Linked DNA regions of Hordeum vulgare: region 1 is linked to region 2. Evidence: chromatin contacts called from public Hi-C data. All regions are on one chromosome and are shown on one strand. The core of a region is the stretch at or near the end of the contact, and the rest is flanking DNA. Distances in the headings are between cores, read along the strand shown. Region 1 holds the start of LOC123436119 (replication factor C subunit 5-like). Region 2 holds the start of LOC123436072 (armadillo repeat-containing protein 7).

Region 1 (4,380 bases), core at 1,183-3,682, 220 kb before region 2:
GGAAAGAATTGGGTTTGTGCAGTCAAATTAGACATGATGAAAGCGTATGACCGTGTTGAATGGCATTATCTCGAGGCCATCATGACTAAATTGGGATTCAGCTCAATATTTATCCGACTGATTATGAAATGTGTTTCATCAGTTCGGTTTGCAGTACGTGTGAATGGTGAGTTACTACCCTTTTTTACCCCTTCTAGAGGTTTTAGGCAAGGAGATCTCGTTTCACCGTATCTTTTTCTTCTGTGCGCGGAGGGCTTCACAACTCTGTTGAACAACTTTGGCGGAGTCAATGCGGACAAAGGAATCCGAGTATGCACCCAGTCACCATGGATTAATCATCTACTGTTTGCAGATGATAGCCTTATCTTTATGCAAGCAAAACTGGAGAGTGCAACGCGGTTGAATAACATCTTGAGGATATATGGCGATTGCTCGGGCCAATGCGTGAACAGAGAGAAGAGCTCTATCTTTTTCAGTCCAAATACGCCACATCCGGTTAGAGTTATGTTGAAAGGTGCCACCGGCATCGGGGTTGAGGCCTTCAATGAAAGATATCTGGGTCTCCCCACTGCAGTTGGACGAATTACATCTGGTACATTTGACTTCATTGGTGAGAGAGTGAGGTCAATGCTGAATGGTGGAGCAGAACGTTTGGTGTCTTGCGCGGCGAGGGAGGTATTAATTAAGTCAAAGGCTCAGGCTGTCCCGACGTACACTATGGGCTGTTTCAAGCTCACGAAAAAAGTGTACAAGACCATCTCCTCGCCGATGGCAAAATTCTGGTGGAGTAGCTCGATTGACCGAAAATCCATGCACCGGATAGATTGGAAGTCCTTGTCACTTCCAAAATTAAGAGGAGGAATGGGATTTCGAGATTTGGAATGCTTCAATGTTGCTTTGTTGGGAAAACAGGGATGGCGGCTGATTACAAACCCGCATGGCCTATGTTCTAGAGTGCTAAAAGGTCGCTATTTCCCGACGACTGATTTTATGCATGCTACTGTTCCGCGCAACTCCTCGGCTACTTGGCGGGCGATAGTTGCAGGGAGAGGAGCCTTGGAGGCTGGGCTGTTAAGGAGGATTGGGGACGGTTCCTCCGTAAGAATCTGGGAAGATAGATGGCTGCCAGGGAGATTATCACTTCGACCTACAGAGCAGGTTGGTTCTGCTATGCTCTACACAGTTGCAGATTTGATTGACAATGAGAGCTGGTCCTGGAAAGCTGATCTAGTCAGGAATAACTTCATACCCCCAGACGCGGATGCAATTCTTAATATTCCGCTCAGACATGGTGGTGGTAATGATTTCTGGGCTTGGGCTCATGAGAGGTCGGGCTCCTACACTGTAAAATCCGCGTATCGTGCTCTAATGACTCGTAACGAGCAGTTAGCTCTAGAGGAAGGGACGATTACAGAATCTTCAGAGAATAATAAGCAGGTGTGGACGCGACTATGGAAACTAAAAGTGTTGCCCAAGGTCCGTGTGTTCTGGTGGCGAGTCCTTCGGGGTATACTACCGGTGGAAATGACACTACAGCACAAGCATATAGCAACCTTAGCGCGATGCAAGGTCTGCAAAGGTATGGATGAAGATATGCTTCATGCATTGATTAAGTGCTCTCATGCGCAAAGCTTTTGGGCAGAAGCGAGAAGCTGGCTTCACCTCAAGCTGCCGGAGCTACACCCTGGTACGTGGTGCAAGGATATCCTCTGTGATCCACGTTTTACTGAGGCGGACAGGGCTAAAATAGTTACTGTCATGTGGGCGATCTGGACATCACGTAACAGCATAACACATGATAGAGTGAGTATGGACCCGGTCCAGTCCATGAAGCGTATTAGAGAAACACTGGCTCTTTTGGAACTCCCATTGGAGCAGACCAAGACACTACCTGGGTATGGATGGAGACCGCCTAAAGTTGATTGGGTCAAAATCAACACGGATGCTAGTGTTTCAGTGATTGAGAACAAGAGTGGAATAGGAGGTTTAGCTAGATCTCCTGCCTCATTTGTTGCTGCCTGGAGTAAGCCTTACCCTGATGTCACAGATCCTCTTATTGCAGAAGCGTTGGCTTTGCGAGATGGGGTGATATTTGCAAAGCTTCGGGGGTTCTCGCGAGTGGTTATGGAAACAGATTGTTTGGAGATGGTACAGCTATGGCACTCGCGACGCTTTTCGCGCTCTATTGTAGCGCCGTTACTTTTAGAAATTGATGAGCTAGCCTTATCCTTTCTTTCCTTTGATATTCAACATGTAATAAGAATTGCCAACCTGCCGGCCCACTTGTGTGCGAAACATGCAAGCACACTTGGGGTTACCGACTGTTGGATGGACTCCCCGCCAGGTTTCCTCATGACCAGTGTGATGGCTGATCGTGTTGGTGCCATTGTTGTTGAATAAAGCTCATAGTTTCCCGAAAAAAAAAAGATCTGTAAAATTTTCTCTCTCCTTGTTCACTCTAGCGTCGCCGTCGATTAGCCAACCAACGGCGGCCGGCCGGCCAAGCCCACGACTGCGACCATGATGGATGGACAGGTGACACCGGGAATATTTAACCAACAAAGCTCGAGCTTAATCAAACGGAATGATCCTTCCGCCGCGGCATAATCCCGCTCCTTGATCCCCCCGCCAGCTCCGCCCTCCTCGGCCAGGTCGCGCCGGCCGGCGCCTCCCGATCCCCTTCACCTGCTTCCTCCCATCACCTCACGCCAATGCACCCACCTCGCCGCGTCCCCGTCTGTCCCCGTCAGCCCCCTCATGGCGATCGAGACCCCGTCACCCGCATCCCCGACCGCCTGGCCCGCTTCCCCGACCGGCCGCACCCTCTCCGCTGCCTTCGCCGACGACCGCCGCCGCGAGGCCAGGCGCCGCGCCGTGCACCTCCTCCCGGGCTGCGGCAGGCCGCCGCAGCCGCGCTCCAAGCTCATCAACCGCGTGCTCCACCGATTCGGCGCCGCCTGCGTCCCTAGGAGCGCCGCCGCCACCCCCACCCGGACGCCCTCGCTGCCTCGCCGTTCGTCAGCGTCGACGCCCCCGCGGCCCCGGCCGTCGTCGGCGTCGACGCCGCCCACGTCAATCCAGGTACCGGCACGCCTGGACCAGGCAGACGCGGAGAGAGTCGCCGCCAGGAGGCCTTTGAGGGAGAGAGAGGACGCCGCCGCCGTCGGCCGAGAGCCGACGCCGCCGGGGTCCCAAGCCAGTGCTGTGGCGGCTACCGAAGTGGTTGCCGGCCTTGCGAGCGACTGGAGAGGCGATACCGCCACCACTGTCGGGAGAGGAGCAAACATCTGGGTGAGGGTTTCGCGCAAGCCCAAGTCGCCGCAGATGGACTCTCCGCAGCTGTCAGTGGAATCGACGGCGGCGGCGGCGGAGGACCAGTACGTGTGGGCGGACAGGTACCGGCCCAATGTACTCGGGGAATTCATCTGCAACAAGGCCGTCGCCGATGAGCTCCACCGGATGGTTGCCACACACCTTCCCACTTTAATCTTACACGAAATTACCATTGCTTAGAATTCCTTTGTCACTGTAAAACTGTAGCCAAGCACTAGAATCGGGTGATGAACTGATGATAAGCACACTGTGATGATAGACTGGGATTCGAGACTGAATTTTGTAATATAACTGCTGCGTCCAGGTGACCGAACGCCAATGCAACCATTTCATATTTGAAGGGGCGCAGGCCGTCGGGAAGAGAAGCATGGTGCTGGCCCTTTTAAGAGATGCTTTTGGTCCTGATAATCTCAAGGTCACTATAGGCAGCCTGTGAACAAATTACCACTTACTGCCTCCGATCCAAAAAAAGTGTCGTGACTTTTGTTCAGTTCAAATTTGAACTAAAGCCACCGCACTTTTTTTTGGATCGGAGAGAGTACTACTTTTTATCCTGAGTTAAACATCACTGTTGGAAACTCACGATACCTTATTTTAATTGCCATTTCACAGATGGAGGAAATCACAAAGAGAATCGAGCTGAAGGTATGAATTGCAACTTGTAATGGCGCATTTTCTGTTTCACCAGTAACCTTATTACTGTGAAGAGGATAATATTTGTAAGCAAATTATGAAATGTAATTTATTCCGTACCTTCTTTCTGGTGAACTGTTTGATGTAGGGAGAAATCGCCAAACACATTGATGTTAAAGTGAAGATTTCAGATCATCACGTGGAGGTAAACTTGGCTGATTTACATGGCTATGAGAAGTATGTCATAACTACTTTGTTGAATGAGTCAATCCCACCACCGGACTTGATTTGCGATCATGCTAACTGCAAAGGTACATTCTAACACATCACTGCCTCTTCTTTTGGCGGTACTGTTGTTAATCAACACAGGATTTTGAACAGCTGCCTATTCTTCATTGATGTGAAATGACATAT
Region 2 (4,393 bases), core at 1,537-4,036:
CGGCCACCCTTCGGTCTATCTGGTATGCCCGACACAAGGTTGTGCATGTGGTCATATTTCAAAGCCCACACCAAACGATGTTCTTCATTGATAACTTTGTATCTGAGTTGGAACATATTGCAAGTGGCGATGGGAACCGAAGCTCAACTGATGCAACCCATGCAGCGATGGGATCATGGATCCCTCCTCCAACTGGAATGGTCAAGATCAATGTCAATGGATTTGCCGCATGCTTCCATCATGGTGGCGCTGCAATGGCTATTTGTCGAGACTATACGGGCCTATACCTGGGGTCTTCGGCGGTGGTATCCCAGGGGGGCGAATGATCCCTTGATCTGGAAGACTTATGCATGTGGGAAGCTCTATCTCTCGCAAAGGACTTGGATGTGCATAACATATGTGTTGCCTGGGCACGTCAGGAAGTGGTGAATGACATCATCAGGGGGAAAGGAGGCCCTAAGGCCAACTCCACCGCACAACCCCAAACGGATGTCCGGTTTGGCCGGATTTTGTCCGTTTGGGGCGGCAATGGGTTCGCCCATGTCCGCTTCTGTCCATTGGGTCGTGCGTGCGCCCACCGCGTGACCGCACCCTAAATCATGTCCGTGTTGGACGTGATTAAGAAATAGAAAAACTTAACTCAAAAGTGAATAAACGCAGTTAAAAAACTTAAAATATAATAACATTAACATAAAAAAGGCCCAGTTTTCACGGCCACAAAACGGCCCAGTTTGACATAATTAACATAAAAAAAAGCCCATCGATGTCGTGGCCGTCGCCGTCTTCACTGGCCGCCGGTGTCGTCATCGTCGTCGTAGGTCGGCGACGTCCAGAGGTGGGCCGGCGGTCCCTGGTGCGCGGGGGCGGGCTGGAAGCTGGCAGGTGCGTGCAACTCCTCCTCCCATGGCGAGGCGTCCCGCTCCGGTGACCACAGCAGCGTGGGGCACTAGTTCACGCCCCCACTGCCTGCGTCATCTCCGGCGTCGTGCACGACCAGCTCCATTGCTGGCCCACCAGATCCGGAGGGAATGCGGCCACCACCTCCTCCTCCTCCATCTGCTTGGGGATGGCGACGTCGCCGGCCGCAGAGAGGGCCATCACGTCCTCTAGGCCCCGCCATTGGCGTCCATCATGCATCATCAAGGAGTCCTCCATGACACGCTGCATGAGCCAGGCCTCCTCCTCCTCCGTCATGTGAGGAGGTGGAGGTGGTGACAGAGACGGAGAAGGAGACGGCATGGGCGTGAGGCCGCGCACCCGTGTACGCCCGCGCACCTCCCGTGCCCGCCGCGGCCCCGAGACCGTGCCAGAGGGTGGAGTGGGCGGCGTACCTGTCGTCGTAGTACAGGTCGTCGGGGAGGAGGCGGCGGTGGCGCTCGATCTCGTCGCGACGCGCACGGCCACTCGTCGGCACCGGCGGGATCGGGACCCGGTCGACGGAGAGGTGCCATGCGTTGGGGAGGTGGACGTCGCTTCACGGGACCGACGTCCTCGTCTCCTAGTAGCGCCGGCATACCTCAGCGCTGAGGTACTGCCGGTTGCGCTGGCCGGCGGGCCTAGGGCCGATGGTGAAGGGAGCCGCGGTGGAGGCACGACGTGGTGGCGATGCGGCCTCCTCCTTCATGGAGCCATGGCGGCATCCCGACGAGGAGCCAGCCTCGCGGTCGTGCTTCCCCTTGCGGCCGTAGTTCCACAGCCCATGGCTGCGAGGTGGGTGGCCGGCGAGTTCAAGGAGGCTAGGGTTGGCTGTCGGGTTTCGAGGAGACCGCAGGGTGGCGATGGAAACTGTGGACGATGACCGGTCCACGACTTCCCCATTTAAGAAGGACCGCGACCGTTCCCTGGGCGGACGACAGGCGGGGCCCGGCCGCTCGTGCGCATTGATGTGGGCGGGTGGGAGGTAGGTGGCCGCCTGCCACGCGGCCACGACGCGGACGAGCGCGCGTCTGTTTGATGTCCGCCGCGACCCAAACTCCCCGCAAGTTTGCGCTCGAAATGGGTCGTCCCGAACACAAAACGGACAAGATGGGTCCGGGCCGTCTCGCGCTGGGCCGACCAGTTTGTTCCTTTTACCCCAAACGGACGGGGCCGGACATGATGGGGGCGCGCGGTGGAGTTGGCCTAATGCAGCGATAGTGCATGAGATCAAACACCGTTGTAACAACTTTCTTTTTGGTTTTTTTACTCTTGAGCCTAGGATTTTCAATTGGAGGCTAAGGGGGTGTTTCTTTCCAGGGACTAGAAAAAGTCCCTTTTAGTCCCATGTGAAAGAAACAGGAGGGACTTTTAGGGACTAAAGTGGGGTAGTTGGGACTAAAGGAAGAAGTCCCTATGGAAGGGACTTTTTGGGACTTTTTTGGCTCTTTTTCCAACAATGTCCCTACTTTTAGCATGTTATTTAATAACTTGTAGTATATTATTAGGGGTAGCATGGTCTTTTTACATGTCATTTAATGACTTCTAGTCTATGTTTAGTCCTTGAAAAGAAACAGGTAGGGACTAGAGACTTTTTAGTTGGGACTAAAAAAAGTCTTAGGACTTTTTAAAGAAACAGGGCCTAATAATCTTGTCAAGTTTGCTTGTAATTTAAATATGGTTAGACATGTATGGTTGGATACTTCTCATGACTCAAGCATTGTACCTATTCTTATAGATGATGTAACAATTGTTTGAAATTAATAAAATTAATGATTTTTTTTAAACATTGTACCTATAACACTTGTTTTGAATGAATAAAATAGACGAGATTTTTTTTTTAAAAGGTACTCTAGACAGAGGTCACGGAGCCCTCGAAAAAAAAAATACGCTAGAGGATCTCGTTCAAGAGACGCCGTCCTTTCCCGTTCCTTCTTGCGACGTGCCGGCGACGGCGACTGCGAGCGACCGCGCACGCCGGAGGAAGCCGGAAGGAGGGGAGGGACCGCGGAGAGGAGATGTTCACGAACGCGCAGCGCCAGGTCGAGCGTACTGGCCGCGGCGGCACCCCGAGAGACCAGTACCTTCAGGTTCGCCTCCTTCCCGTCTTCTCGGCCGGGGATTGCCCCGGGGTCTCCCGATTCCTTCCGCGATTGTTCTAACTGGTTAAAGTACACGTAATCACCAATTTCCTCAGGATCTTGTGACCCAGTTCCAGGACTCCACGGATGAAGGTAAAAATCTGTTGGCTAATTCGGTGTTCTTTCTTAGGCTTGCACAGGAGTCAAATTTCTGTGTTTTTGTGCTAGAATTCGGTGTGTTGGTTTAGATGGAACTGAAAATAGATACTGAGTTCAGTTGGAATTATGGTAGAAATTGTTGTGAGCGTTTCGTCGCAGCTCATTAAAGAACATTGTATTGGGTCCAAAAGAAACAAATTGGTGAGTTCCAAACAACACCAAGGAAAACATGCACAATATATTCTAAGCAAAACGAAAGGGATTGAAAGGTTGACGCATGGGCTCTCTACTGATGTTTTCGACTAGATAGCATAACAAAGGTTTGAAAATTATCATATGGTATGAAGACAGCTCAACTTTGTCGGTGAAACGCCTCAGCTTCAGTGTTATCATTTTTGTTTCAGAGTACAAGGAGAGAATTGTTGCAAACTTGTCAAATTTTGCGTATGACCCTTATAACTACGCCTTTATGCGCCAGGTTTATGATTCCACATGACTTTTGTTTCGGTCAATCGCTGCATTTTTTCAGCACTCTTCTGGTACTTTCTTATTGAATGAGACGGTATATCTGTTCTGCTTTCTCAGCTGAATATTCTCGAGTTGTTCTTGGACTGCATTACGGAACCAAATGAAAGGCTTGTTGAGTTCGGCGTTGGTGGAATATGTAATTCATGTGTTGGTGAGCAATCTAATGCTTTGAATCCTATGGAATTTTTTATTATTGTCAAGCATGCAAGCCTACCCCCAACTTGTTTGGGACTAAAGGCTTAGTTGTTGTTGTATGCAAGGCACTTATTCAATGTGTCTATCAAACATAATTTTTTGACGTGGTCATCTTGTTTTGTATTTATCATGCAGATCCAGCAAATGCCTCTGTTATTACTCAATGTGGTGGAATCCCATTGGTTGTACAATGCTTATCTAGCCCAGTTAAGAATACCGTGAGTATTTCTGAACCTATGAACTGCAATCATAACAGTATTGGTCTTCTTTGTTTTGAAGAGTATTTTTTTCTGATGGGTTCCTTCCTATGCATGTAAATTTCCTATTGATCGGTTAGGCTACTTTGGGTGATGTCCAAAATAAAGGTTACTTAGGAGAGGAGATATGTGAATTGAGGATATTTAGCCAGAGCGCCCTCAATCGCTTGCCTCTCTATTTCATCCATTATCTTCATTTGATACATATCAGTTTTTATGTCACTATATGTTCTCACTTCAACATATACCAACATTTCC

The links. Hi-C and Micro-C count contacts between places; a contact is called where the count stands out from the background.
Region 1: a contact with region 2 is called in a Hi-C map of leaf, with 5 times the contacts expected there. The contact joins the promoter of LOC123436119 here to the promoter of LOC123436072 in region 2. A contact is called at or near these places in 3 of 6 Hi-C or Micro-C datasets (leaf and seedling).

Annotation. Positions count from the first base shown.
Region 1 is chr1H:353,864,589-353,868,968 of MorexV3_pseudomolecules_assembly, reverse strand. It overlaps LOC123436119 (replication factor C subunit 5-like), which reads left to right and starts at 2,432. Exons shown (of 11, transcript XM_045115612.1): 1 at 2,432-3,462; 2 at 3,638-3,748; 3 at 3,946-3,978; 4 at 4,115-4,277. The coding sequence starts at 2,758.
Region 2 is chr1H:353,642,335-353,646,727 of MorexV3_pseudomolecules_assembly, reverse strand. It overlaps LOC123436072 (armadillo repeat-containing protein 7), which reads left to right and starts at 2,786. Exons shown (of 6, transcript XM_045115610.1): 1 at 2,786-3,005; 2 at 3,113-3,149; 3 at 3,560-3,633; 4 at 3,741-3,834; 5 at 4,014-4,096. The coding sequence starts at 2,934.